2 separate regions of the Oryctolagus cuniculus genome follow, and region 1 is linked to region 2. Evidence: chromatin contacts called from public Micro-C data. All regions are on one chromosome and are shown on one strand. Each heading gives the region's core, a stretch centred on a gene start, on an enhancer-like site or on the middle of the called end of the contact. The rest is flanking DNA. Distances are from core to core; before and after follow the strand shown.

Region 1 (6,514 bases), core at 1,010-3,509, 210 kb after region 2:
TCTGCCCAAATGTTACGTTCTCAGGCCTGTGTTGGCCACTGCCTAAAACTGTCATCGTCCCGACACTTCTCCTTTAATTCTTATAATTCTCCTTACCAGTTATCACTAATTTACTAGATGCTGTTCTTATTTACTTTAATTAGTATCTGTCTCTCCTACTATAACATTAAGCCCCAGTTTTGTGTTTCATTTGCGGCTGTTTCAGGGCCTGGCATACAAATGTACTTGGTAAGTATCACACGGGTGAATGAAAAGATTTCATCTTATCCTCATGTCAATCTTGTAAGTAAATACTTTCACTCACTCCCTATTATTCTGCCAGCCCTAAGCTGTGTGTGTGGGGGGGTGGATATAGCAGTGACCACGAGACACAAGGCCCCCTCCCTCACTGGGTTCATAGGGTAATGACACAGGCAAACAAACAATTACACACAATAGTAACAATGTCTGGTAGGGCAGACAAGGGAGAGTCCAGAGGGCTCTGTACCACGTGCTTGGTCTGCTCAGCTCCCTTGCTTCTCCCAAGGGCATCCAGAGGCGGGTGTTAGGAAGAAACTGAAACTCAGAGAGCAAGAAGCATACTGAGATCTCCGATTCAAACTCAGATCTGTCTCACTCCAAACCCCACTGTCCTTAGGGTCCTCTTACATTTGACCCCTGGAGAAGTCAGTTACACCGTTGAGTCACAGACCCAAAGGCTGGAAGTCTGGGAGAATGGGTGCAACGCTCCTCAAGGAGCACGCCTGCTGCTGGGGTCTTCCCCATAGCTGCCGACCTGAACCCCAGAGGTCTGAACCCCTTCTTCCCTTTAGGAAGCACACTGCCTGCACTTTGGGATGAGAACGGGGGGCACTGGCCAGCTTAAGGTTCCATTCTTCCTGGAAAGGAATACCCACGTTTGAAGCCAAAAAGTCGTCTTCTGTCTCTTCCCACAGCCCTGATGCCATCTCCTTTAGCTCTTCTCTCACAAAACGTGCACTGGGGCCGGCCCCGCGGCTCACTAGGCTAATCCTCCGCCTTGCAGCGCCGGCACACCGGGTTCTAGTCCTGGTCGGGGCGCCGGATTCTGTTCCGGTTGTCCCTCTTCCAGGCCAGCTCTCTGCTGTGGCCAGGGAGTGTAGTGGAGGATGGCCCAGGTGCTTGGGCCCTGCACCCCATGGGAGACCAGGAGAAGCACCTGGCTCCTGCCATCGGATCAGCGCGGTGTGCTGGCCACGGCGGCCATCGGAGGGTGAACCAACGGCAAAGGAAGACCTTTCTCTCTGTCTCTCTCTCACTGTCCACTCTGCCTGTCAAACAAAACAAAACAAAACAAAACAAAACCACACACGCAATGGGAAGATGTTCAGGAAGGAAGGGTGGAAGGACCGCAGGGTGAAAAAGCCTCCTTTCAATGTCCATGGCTCCAAGCGCATCAGCTGGGGCAGATTCAGACGGCCAGTGGAGCAGTCACCGACCGCTCGTGGTTACAGCCTCCTGAACAGGTTTCATTTATCTAGAATTCCTGAGGGGCCATGCTCTGTAATAACCCTTCACTTGGGGCTGGTGCTGTGGTGCAGCAGGTTAAAGCCCTGGTCTGAAGCACTGGCATCCCATATGGTCACCAGTTCTAGTCCTGGCAGCTCCTCTTCCGATCCAGCTCTCTGCTGTGGCCTGGGAAAGCAGTGGAAGATGGCTCAAGTCCTTGGGCCCCTGCACCTGCGTGGGAGACCCAGAAGAAGCTCCTGGCTTCGGATCGGTGCAGCTCCGGCCATTGCAGCCATCTGGGGAGTGAACCAGCGGATGGAAGACCTCTCTCTGTAACTCCTGTCTTTCAAATAAATAAAATCAATTTTTTTTTTTTTTAATAAACCCTTCACTTGCACTCTGTCCTATGTGAAGCCTGTCACTGCCATCATCCCCAGTTCACGGAGAAGCCCACTCAGTGCGTCACAGGCTCAAAGAGCTCCTGTCCGGACCTCACATGAACTGCGTTTTTCTCCTAATTTTGGTTAGTCTTGGAAAAACCTGTGTGTTATATGGTAAAACTGATGCTCCCTTCTTTCACCAAGGGATAACCACGTCATAAATGGGACAGTCCACCCCCAGGTCTAAACTCACACTTTGAGGATGGATGAGATGGGAGGCGGAAACGTGCCGCGCTAGGACGAACTACAAGGGCAGGAAGTCATTTATCCATCGTTCCAGGCAGCCGGCACTAAAACCCACTTGCGTCCTGGCTAAAGCCGGAACTTACGCAAAAACGCAGGGGACGCGTCTGGTGACCCCGGCGGGCAGATGGTATGTATACTCAAGCCCCTTCCCGCCAGGCCCGAGCGCGCGCACGCACTAGCGTCACGTTAGGCGACCTGAAGCCCCTAGGACACGCGCATCCATCCCACAAGGCATCGCCGTACGTCCGAACGTCTACTTCCGGTGAACCCGCAAGCCGGAAACAGGGAGCAACACGGCCGGCTGGGACGGAAGTGGCTATGACGGGCGCCGCCGTGACGAGCTGTCGCCGGAAATGACTGCAAAGGGCGCCGCCGTGACGTAGTGGGTCTAAAGGGTACGGGGCTGGCTGCCCGCCAGCTGCTAGAAAAACCGGAAGAGGTTGAGCTGCGTGCCGCCATGACAACCTGATACCGGAAGAGGCGGGTTGCGGCTCCCTGACTGATCCCACGCCGGCACCTGCCTCGAGATGTGAGTAACGGGAGCGTCCACTCCGTACTTGCTACCGCGTCCCTTCTCTTCCGCAGTGACCTTTCTAATCCTAGGCTAGGATCTCGAGAAGGATTTCTTTTGAGAGCCGATCCTCAGTATTGGCCCCGCCCCTAAAGCGCTTAAAGCCCCGCCTCTCATTCCCAGGCCCCGCCCCCGGCGGTTTCAGGCCCTACCCTACTTCCACTAGGAGGCTCTGGCTCCAGGACCCTGGGGCTTCAGACTCATCGGAGGACCTGTAGGACTCCTCCCGCTGGGTCATCCAGGTCTTCCCAGGACCCTGACGTCACCTCTGTGGCTCACGGGCTTGTTCCAGACCGCTTTGACCTTGCACTGGCTTCCCAGACCTTGTCCCCCCAAACCTCAGGAGCTCATGAGTAGGACTCTCCAGATCTACCCCTCGTCAAGGGCTTCCAGATCCTGCCCCCAGGACAAGCTCCTGAGTCCCACCCTAGGATCTGCAACCCCATCCCAGGACCTCAGCTGTCATCTCTCGGGTCCCTGTCCTCAGGCCTCATGTCTGACTCTGGTCAAGAGGTCTTTCCCCACCTCTTGGACCCTTAAACCTCACGTTTAGGACTTCCAAACTCATTTAGGCCTCTGAAGCTCTCTTTCCCTTGAACTCGGGTCTTTCTTCTTCTTCTTTTTTTTTCTTTCAAAGATTTATTTATTTGAGGGACAGAGTTATAGGCAAGGAGGGAGAGACAGAAAGATCCTCCATCTGCCGGTTCACTCCCCAGGTGGCTGCAATGGCCGGAGCTGGGCCAATCCGCAGCCAGGATCCAGGTGCTTCTTCTGAGTCTCCCACGCGGGTGCGGGGGCCCAAGCACTTGGGCCTTCCTTCACTACTTTCCCTGGCCATTAGCAGGGAGCTGGATCAGAAGTGGAGCAGCCGGATTGGAACTGGCACCCATATGGGATGCTGGCGCTGCAGGCAGTGGGTTTACCCATTACACCATGGTGCTGGTCCTTGGGTCTTACTTCTAAAGCTTCTCCCAGGCCTGGAGGATGCCTGACCACCAAGATCCTTCTTGAAGGTTGTTGAAGGTTGAAAGAGTCTCCCACTCCCCACCAAGGCCTGTGTTAGAATAACCAAGGGGCCGGCGCCGTGGCACAGTAGGTTAATCCTCCTCCTGCAGCACCAGCATCCCATATGGGTGCCGGTTCTAGTCCCAGCTGCTCCTCTTCCAATCCGGCTTTCTACTAAGGCCTGGGAAAGCAGTAGATGGTCCAAGCACTTGGGCCCCTACACCTGCGTGGGAGACCCTGAAGAAGTTCCTGGCTCCTGGCTCCTCGCTTCGGGTTGGTTCAGCTCCGGCCATTGCAGCTATCTGGGGAGTGAACCAGTGGATGGAAGACCTCTGCCTCTGTCTCTCCCACTCGCTTTCTATAACTCTTCCTCTCAAATAAATAAATTTTTTAAAATAACCAGACCTTGTTTTAGGACCTCCACCCACTGTGTTCCACCTTCCCCAGCCTCAGCCTTACTGCTACATCACCTTTGCTCCATTGCAGGATTCTCGGACTCCCGGATTTGCCCATGACCCCTAGCCCTAACTCAAACCCAGATGAGAACTCTTTTCCTTGCCAGCTGCCCAGAATTATCCTCAGCCCATCCTGTCCCACAGGCAGGCAGCCCTGGAGGTCACTGCTCGCTACTGCGGCCGGGAACTGGAGCAGTATGGCCAGTGTGTGACGGCCAAGCCTGAGTCATGGCAGCGAGACTGTCACCACCTTAAGATGAGCATTGCCCGATGCACGTCCACCCAGTGAGTGTGGGCAAGTACCAGTCTGTGGGGTGGGCAGTGGGGTGGAGCCTCCCAGGACCTGAAGTACCCTACCTCCACAGCCCAGTCATCCGCCAGATCCGCCAGGCCTGTGCTGAGCCCTTTGAGGCCTTTGAGGAGTGTCTTCGCCAGAACGAGTCAGCTGTGGGCAACTGCGCAGAGCACGTGCGCCGCTTCCTGCAGTGCGCCGAGCAGGTGCAGCTGCCACAGTCGTCCACAACCGTGGAGGTAAGGGAGGCTCACCGGTTCACTGATCCCCCGTCCCCTAAATTCCCCTGCAGCCTTCTAGCTGTTCAGGTTAACAACCCTGCAGTCCCCACACAGGCCTTCGTTGTGCAGCATGGAACATGGTTGCCCGTTGCCTCTCCCCACCCCTGCACTGTGAGGATGCCTGCCCCAGACTTCTCGCTGGGCCGCCTGCCTCACTCTTATCTTACATGGCCTGGGCAAGCATTCGAGACCTGAGATGCGGTTCTTGCTCAGAGCCCTCCAGTGGCTTCCTAGGCACATTGAGAACAAGAGCTCAGGTGCTTGCTAGGTTCCTAGGTCTTCCCTAGGCTGACCTTACTCACTTCCTCCCTAGTCCCCTCTTGCACTTCCTCACTGGCTCTCAGCTGCACTGGCAGGGGGGGCGGGTTAGTCAAGCAAAGCAAAGCAAAACAAAACAAAAAAAGCAAACTGACCTCTTTGAAGTACATACGCAGATGTACAGCATACCTGTGTATTAGTTCATGGATTTTACTCGGTTCATGGGCGGGCCTACTTAGAGACAGCCTAGGATTCTTAGGGGTTGCAGTAATGGCAACGATTGAGAAGTGCTCTGTAGGTGTTTCCTGCCTTCCCCACTGGACTGTGTACTCCAGAGGCAAAGGCCCTCCTTTCACCAGCTCTTCCTGAACACCCTCCCCTGTCCTGGTAACCCGGTCTTCTCTCTCTTACTTCTGACTCAGCCCATCCTGAAGCCTTCTCTTGGGCCTCTGTGCTCCATCTGACCCTTTGCAGTCCATTCTCTCTGCGGGGAAATTTGCCCATGTTTTGCTTTGCTTCTGCTTCGATACTTCGCCGTGTCTTTAACTCAGCACAGCCTCCAGGGCCCTGCACGATGGGACCCCTGTGACCTCTGGCCCCATCTCTCCCCACTTAACACCTCAAGCTCTGTGTTCTAGCCCTCGTGAACACAGTTACTCAGTGCACTCCTTGCCTGCTTTTGTCCAGCTGCTTTCCTGTGCCTGGACTGCCCTTCCGTCTCCTGGCTAATCCTGTTGCAGGTTAGATGGCCCCTCCCTCAGGAACCCTCCTCTGATGCCCCACCCCTGAGCCCCGCTGCCAGGATCCACAAGCCCCCTTCCCCCACCACGGCTCATATCCTGCTGCTTCCCTGCATGCCTGCCCAGAAACCAGTGGAAGGAGCTGAATATCCCCAGGAAACTCTTAGTAATGATCTGCTACTTACCGTACGAATTTTTCAGCCTTCTGTTGGGAACATTTCTTCCCTCCCCTCCCCTCCCCTCCTCTCCCCTTCCTTTCCCTTTTTTAATTAATTAATTAGAAAGGCAGAGTTAGAGGGAGAGAGGGAGAGACAGAGAGAGAAGATCTTCCATCTACTGGTTTACTCCCTAGATGGCCCCAACGGCCAGAGCTGGGCCGATCTGAAGCCAGGAGCTTCTTCCGGGTCTCCCACATGGGCGCAGGGACCCAAGGACTTGGGCCATCCTCCACTGCCTTTCTGGGCCATCAGCAGAGAGCTGGATCAGAAGTGGAGCAGTTGGCACTCGAATCGGCACCCATATGGGATACTGGTGCCACAAGCAGCAGCTTTACCCACTATGCCACGGTGCCAACCCCAGGGACCGACCGACCTACCTTTCTTTCTCTCTTTCTCTCTCTCTCTCTTACTCTCTCTCTCTCTTTCTCTCCCTCTCTCTCTTTCTCTCTCTTTCTCTCTCTCTCTCTCTCTCTCTTCTCTCTCTCTCTCTCTCTCTCTCTCTCTCTTTCTCTCTCTTTCTTTCTTTGACAGGCAGAGTGAG
Region 2 (6,854 bases), core at 282-2,781:
TTCTTTATCCAAAAAAAAAAAAAAAAAAAAAAAAAAAAAAAAAAAAAAAAAAAGGCCGCATTCTGTGTAACAGATTTAAACACATTTATAACCTAAATCTATCCGAGCACTCTTACCCCTGTATTTCAGCCACCCACCCACCCACTCTTCCCTTTCTGTTACCAAAGGAAACAGACTGGGCCTGATGCCATACTTTAGCATCAAACATCCTAAGCAGAGTGTACCAAGGGTTACAAAAGCAGGCTTTTCATCCAGAAAGAATTGCCTTGTTGCACACCCAGTAACAAACCAGAGACAGGCCTCTAGGTCTAGGAGACTGGAAAACAGAAGTGCAGGAAAAAACAGAAACGGTGTCTTAAATGCCTTTGGATAACTTCACACTAATCAACTATCCAAATTAGCCAAGGTAAGCCCTAGATTCAGTAAAATAGGTATAACAAAGCCCCGACATTCTAACATAATTCCAGATGCTAATACTGTTCCCTCCAAACCATCTGCTTTTTGAAATTTCCCTATTAAGGTATCATGGCCGCTGTCTTTGGAATTATCTATCCTCTCAATGGGTGCATTCAACTTAAAAAAGAGATTTTTCTCCTTTTAACGTATAAACACAAAGCTTTTAACTTCAAAATAATCCATTTACTGCAGCTACTTCTAAATGCACTCCATTTACGCATCTCCAAAATGCATTGTTCAGGACACAATGGAAGTCGGGTAGTTGGGTGGGAGGATTAACCATTAAGTCCATCATTTTTATAGAAATCAAGTAACTTTCCTTCACAATGAAGTCATCCACCATATTAAGTAGGCCAAAACATTGGCTTGTCATTTAAACATTCTAATGGCCACATTCGTTTGGAGTAATGTAACGCCTAGTTCTTATTTATAAGACCTTCGCATGCATTTTACATGTCGATATAAGAATTAACGTTTACATAATTATTTTTTACATCTATTTTAATCTGATTACCAAGAAAGTGTCAGGTGCATAAATTTACTGCCACGTATCAGAAATACTGCACGGCCGAGCCATGGTCCTCAAGACGCGATTCTGAGCACTAAACATTACAAAACGAGCTCATCGCTACATCTTTGAAGGAGAAAAGTACATTTCCCCCTTGTTTCACCAACAAAGGCGCCGGTTATTTATCACCCCATCCCTGCCCACATCGGCTAACGGCTCGCTGACTCTTTAATTCGTTGCGTCTGCAACTCCTCAGCCCTTGGGCGGCCAGTGTCTCGCAGGCAAGCCGCGGCCTCACACCGGCCGGGCCCAAGGCGCGGGTGGACCGGGGGACCTCGCGGGTCCCACGGGCCGCCTCCCCCGCCCGGAGCTACAGCGGGAGCCACCCGGCCGCGTCTCTCTGCGCTCGGCCTCGCCGCCAGGCTGCTGCCTCCGCCGGCGCGCAGAGACGGGCAGAGGCCCGCCCCTGGAGGTGATTGACGCGCCGTCTCCTCCAATGGCCCGCGCGCTCGGCCCCGGCGGGCTGGGCAAGGGCCGCGGCTCGCGGAGGAATCTCTCCTGCCCTTTAGTCCCGGGCAAGGTGTTGCGGCCGGCGCCATCTTTTCGAGCCGCCTATCTCGGGTGCCGCCATGTTGGTGAGGAGAAATCACCGTTACGGCCACTGTCCAAATCCCCGCGTCGCCGCACGCCGCCCGCCCGCCCGCTCCCACGCCTCAGCCACCGGCGGCGAATAGAGACTAGAGCGGCAGCGCCGGCAGCGCGGGGCCGTTGCCCAGTGTGTGCAGTTAGAGCCCCATCTCTCTGGCGTGGTTGTTAATAGACTGGAAAGTCTGTGTCTGTGTCGCTCACTAGTAACCGTGAGTTTTTACCACTTCGTCACCTGTCGGCGGCGGCCGGGAGCAGGTGCCCGCAGGCGGCGCAGGGGGTCCGCCCCGCGCCCCGCCGCCGCCGGCTTCGCAGACCTGCCCTCCAGCCCCCCCCGTTCTTGACCAAACATGACAGACTGTGAACATGCAGGGCACGACAGGTCGGGAACCCTTGTCTGTCTTTCTGTCGGAGGAGAGGAGGGTCGGGCGGCGGGGGCGGGCCGGGCCGGGCGCCTCCTGCATGACTTGGACGTCTCTGTGTGGCTCCGTCAGTTCCATGACGCGCGCCCTCGTGTGAACCTCAGGCTCGCGGCCGCGGGCAGGTCCGGGGTCGCCGGCGCCGCCCCGCCCCGGCCGGGCACGCGCGAGCCCCCCGCCCGGGGCGGCTGGGGGTGCGGCGCGCGGCTCTGCCGCGCTCCCTCCGTCTCCCCGGCCCCGGGGGCCGCTGCCGACGACGGCCCAGCAGGAGCAGCCCAGGACGCCCACTCGGAGTGGCGTGGTGCTGTTTGACTCCCACCCGAGCACGCCTCTGAAAACAAACACGTTTGGGTTTAAGGAAAGTTTGGAGTCTCCCCCCCCAACCCCCTACCCCCTACCCCGAGGGCCGTTGTCGTCTGCGGTCTCGCCCTTGGGATTGGGAATGGCAAGTTAAACGTGTTAACACGGAGACTACTTGGGATGTGCAGACCTCGGTGTATGTAGCGCAGCCTGCTCCGAAAGTGGGAACGCTGAGGGTTACTCCAGCTGGCCCGATTTTCTAGATACTGTGTATCGCTTGAAGATGTAACAGATTCTGGTGAAAAAAAATTTTTTTTTTTTAATCTCTGGCTGTGGCCGAAGAGGCAGGTTCTTGGTTCCATTTAGCAGTTCGGTGGACAGTTATAAAGTATGCGCTTTTAGGAGACTTAAGCTTCGGTTAGATTGTAAGTTTACGTCCGTAGTCATCTTAATCACGGAGAGGGAGGGGCTTTCATTCATTAAAATTACCGGCACAAAATCCATTGCGTTTTATTTTTGCGTAGAATAACAGTTTGAAAATGTAGAACCTCGTAATTAGCTTCATTGTTAATAGAAGTAATCAAAAGTATGCATTGTGCTCTAAGTCATATACAGGTTGCTGAAGTTTTACCTGTGGAGTAACTTGTTCAGCTTTTGGTAACGCATTCTAAACACTTTTCTATTTTTGTTTTGTTTTTAAACCCAGAAACAAAAATCACAGACATCACTGGAATTTGAAATATCTGTTTGATAATCTTGAGAGAGATAAAAGTGATTTTGCAACAGTTTTGGTACGGTAATAATAAAAGCAGATTCCTAGAAGACAAGTCAAAGGTGTAGTCGTTTTTAGAAAAGAAAATGCACTCTTAAAAATATAGGTGCATGAACTTTGCACCTCACTATTTTTTTTAATCTTCCCCATTAAAAGAATGCATGAAATGAATTCACTAGTACTTTGAGAAGTTTTCCACTCTGAATATCTGTGGGCAAACCAGTGATGGGGTTTTGCTAAAACAGACTAAAATTTGTTCTTTTATGTGAAAGGAAATCCGTTATCTGTTAGTGCAGAGTAGAGTACCTTTAAGATTTAGAATTATGTATTCTACATAATGAAGCAACCATGTCACCAGATTCAAAAATCAATATAAGTTTTCTAGTAAGGAATTTAAAAATGACTTGAAATTTTAAAATACTGGTTTAAATGTTGAAAACTTTGAAGAATTCTTTGTGAAATATTAACAGCTTAGTAGGAACTGAAGATTAGTGGTCAAGATTAGTGTGATTTTAGCCTATTTTGTTTCAGATTAGTACACAATATTTTCTTCAGCTATATTTTAATTCAGTTAAGTGGCAGTATTCTGAGGCAAATAGATTGTTTCTCATACTATTTTTTTTTTTTAGTCGTCCCACGTGAAAACAAACCCCAGAAAACCTGAACTATCTAAATAGTCAGGAGAAATGGTTCTAGCTCCAGCCTTGTTGCTACTTATGTTATTGCTAAAAGGATTCCAAGGGAAAATTTCAACTTCCCCAAGATCGGTGGTTCTCAACCATCTCTGGGGCGCTTTGGAAAAAAGTAATGGTGTCGTTGTTGTAGGCTGAACCTCGGCCTGTGTTTAAACAGTTTTGAATGCTTCCCAGGAATACTGAATTCCTCTCAGGCGCAGCTCGAGCAAGCTAGCTTTATATTTCAGTTGGATGTTAACCCAGTTAAACCCAATTAAAGCAATTTGCAAACAACTCTTGAAGGCTAAATACTATGAGCCCCTGCTTTGGACACGTTCTGCAGTAGAGAAGGAAAAGATAAATGCAACCCAAGTAACTACTAAAGAATTTTCTGAAATGGGCTACTGATAAGTTTTACAAGGCCTGCACTGGGGCAAAAGATGCTTTTAATATGAATTAATGTAAGCTTATGATCCTTAGAGTTTAACTGATGAGGAGGTATGGCTAATACTTTCCTTTGCAAGGAGATAATTCTTTGCCTATTATAAACATCCTCAATGCCTTCCTTCCCTCCTTTCCTTTGTCATATAAACAACAGTAAAATTCCAAATAGTCAGAATTATGGTGGTTTATGGCCCTCCATAGCTCCCTATATCAATTGAAATCTTGCCAAAAGATTGTACTGGAGATTCTGAAGTGACTAGAATAGAGATGATTGTACTTTCTTTATGACAAGACTTTCCTTTGATTGTTGAATTAATCCCATGTGGTAGGTCATCATGGTAGTATTACAATGTTCAGTGATTTGTTTGAGCTCTCACAATCACAGCCCAGATAAGGACCTAGTATACAAACTACTACTTGCCATATTTTGTCACTATTTACGTTTGGCACAGGGAAGTTACTGAGTGATTTCTGGCCTTTAATTCTTGTATAGGTTGGAATTGTAATGTGTTATGTTTGAGAGAACCTTCCATTTTGATTCTGGTCTGTCTTCTAACTTGGTTAATACTCTTTTTAATGATTTTTTTTTCTTCATGAAATGAGGTAGTTGAACTAGATTGTCACCAGTTTCCCTTCTCTCTTTAAAAAGTCAGTTAAAAGAATTATAGATGCCTTTTTTCACATCAGAGTATACTTTATGCTCTACTCAATATCTGATTTGTAAATTAGCTTGTTTAGTGGAGTAGCTGCCCTCCCTGACTATTATTTTGGATTTCTGAATCCACCAATTTAACTATTATTGAAATTACCATACAGAGTCCTTCTTTAGGAAATGTGAAACTGAAGTTATGTATCAGGTTCAGGTTTGAGGTTGGAAAGCACTCTCTTAGGAAGACATTCTGTCCCCAACCCCTACCTCCCCCCCCCCCACCCCAGATTCAGTGTTTCCTTTCGAAGTATAGCATTAAGCACTGATGAAACAAATCTAGATGCAGCATCATGGCATCATGTACTTGCTCTGTGGGATCTTAGAATCTAGTTGGGAAATGGATACATAGTTATAGCCCAAGTATTATGGTGGGGGTATGAACTGAGTGTGTTAGAGTACAGAGAAAATCTTCAGGGAGGCATTGCAGAATAGAGAGGTCTTGGGGCTGATGTTGTAGCATAGCTGGTTATGCTGTCCCCTGCCATGCCAGCATTCCATGTGGGCAGTGGTTCTTGTCCTAGCTGCTCCACTTCCCAACCAGCTCTTTTCTAATGACCTAAGAAAAGCAACAGAGGATGGCCCAGCCCTGACCTTTGTGGCCGCTTAGGGAGTGAAGCAGTGGATGGAAGACCTCGCTGGCTCTCTGTTTCTCCCTCTCTCTTTGTGAACTCTGACTTTAAGATAAATAAATAAATCTTCAAAACAAACAAAAAAGGTTGGGGGGGGGAATAGATAGGTCTGGAGGATAGCTAAAGATGAGGCTAAGTAGAACCAGAGCTATATGAAAAGCAAGGAGAAATGAAATGACATAGTAGGTTCTGTTATGACAAGAGCATTAGTGTGCAGAGACTGTACAACTATTTGGGACATGGGGGGAAAGGCTCTGAAGGATGTGAAGCCATTAAAGTATTTAACCAGGAGAATGATCAGATGCATTTTTTAGTATAATAACTTGAGAGCTAGGAGGAAGTGAACTCTGGAAAGGTGGGTCAGTAGAAGGAAGACAGGCTATTCAATCATTTTCATTAAACAGTAAACACCTAATATTTAACATGTATTGTTCCATGCACAGCAATGCAGAAAAAAATCCTTACTGTAATGGGGCTTAGATTATCCTGGGAAGAGAATAAATAAACACGCTTGAAAAATGCATCAGATGATAATAAAGCAGAAAGGAAAATAGGGAGTCTTGTGGATATGGGAGAATGTTTCTGTTTTAAATAGGGTGTTTAGGGAAGCACTTAGAATAACATTTAAGCAAAGCCCTCAACTGAGAGAGCAGTCCAGTCTCATGACATCTGGGGAAAGATAAAGGGAATGGGAGGTGCAAAAAGCCTGCAGCCAGGAATGAGCCTCTGTGGTTAGGAGTAGGAAAAAGCAAGCAAACAATAACAGTGAGATATGGGAATAGTGTGGCTGGAGAAGAGAGCAAACAAGGGGGAGAGGAGTGAGAGAGTTGTAATGATGATTGTATAGAGTTTTGTAAAGAGTGGTGAAAAGAAATGGCTGTAGTAATCCAGGCCACAGGAGATGCTATTTTAGGACATGCGTGTGAAAATGGCTAGCTTTGGATTTGATTGCAGGCAGAACTAGTAGATTTGCTAGTGGATGAATATGGAGTGTGAGAGAAAAGATGAGCCAAGTTGCTGTGAAAGTCCAGTTGATGAAGTCCTAATCAAAGCCATTGGCAATGAGGAAGCACACACAAGGCAAAATCTTTGAAGTATTTCTTAGCATCGATAGAAGTGGAGATAAATATGAGTGTCTGGGGGTTTTTAGCTGTGACGTTAGTTGAAATGAATCAGCACCCAGGTCTGTGTGTCATGGAGAAAAGGATATTAGAGTATTTTATTATTCACATGAAAGAGTGCTGTAGGGTTTGCAAACTGGTAGACTTTAAGCTTAATATCTATGCACACTGTCAGCA

What was found. Hi-C and Micro-C count contacts between places; a contact is called where the count stands out from the background.
Region 1: a Micro-C map of ear pinna shows a contact between it and region 2, with 5 times the contacts expected there. The contact joins the promoter of CHCHD5 here to the promoter of ZC3H6 in region 2. A contact is called at or near these places in 3 of 6 Hi-C or Micro-C datasets (ear pinna, psoas muscle and skin fibroblasts).

The regions. Positions count from the first base shown.
Region 1 is chr2:113,652,486-113,658,999 of mOryCun1.1, forward strand. It overlaps CHCHD5 (coiled-coil-helix-coiled-coil-helix domain containing 5), which reads left to right and starts at 2,260. Exons shown (of 4, transcript XM_002709595.5): 1 at 2,260-2,682; 2 at 4,329-4,469; 3 at 4,550-4,715. The coding sequence starts at 2,681. LOC138848561 (a long non-coding RNA gene) reads right to left here and starts at 2,223. Exons shown (of 2, transcript XR_011386493.1): 1 at 2,101-2,223; 2 at 1,688-1,806.
Region 2 is chr2:113,443,752-113,450,605 of mOryCun1.1, forward strand. ZC3H6 (zinc finger CCCH-type containing 6) reads left to right here and starts at 1,532. Exons shown (of 12, transcript XM_070068807.1): 1 at 1,532-1,599.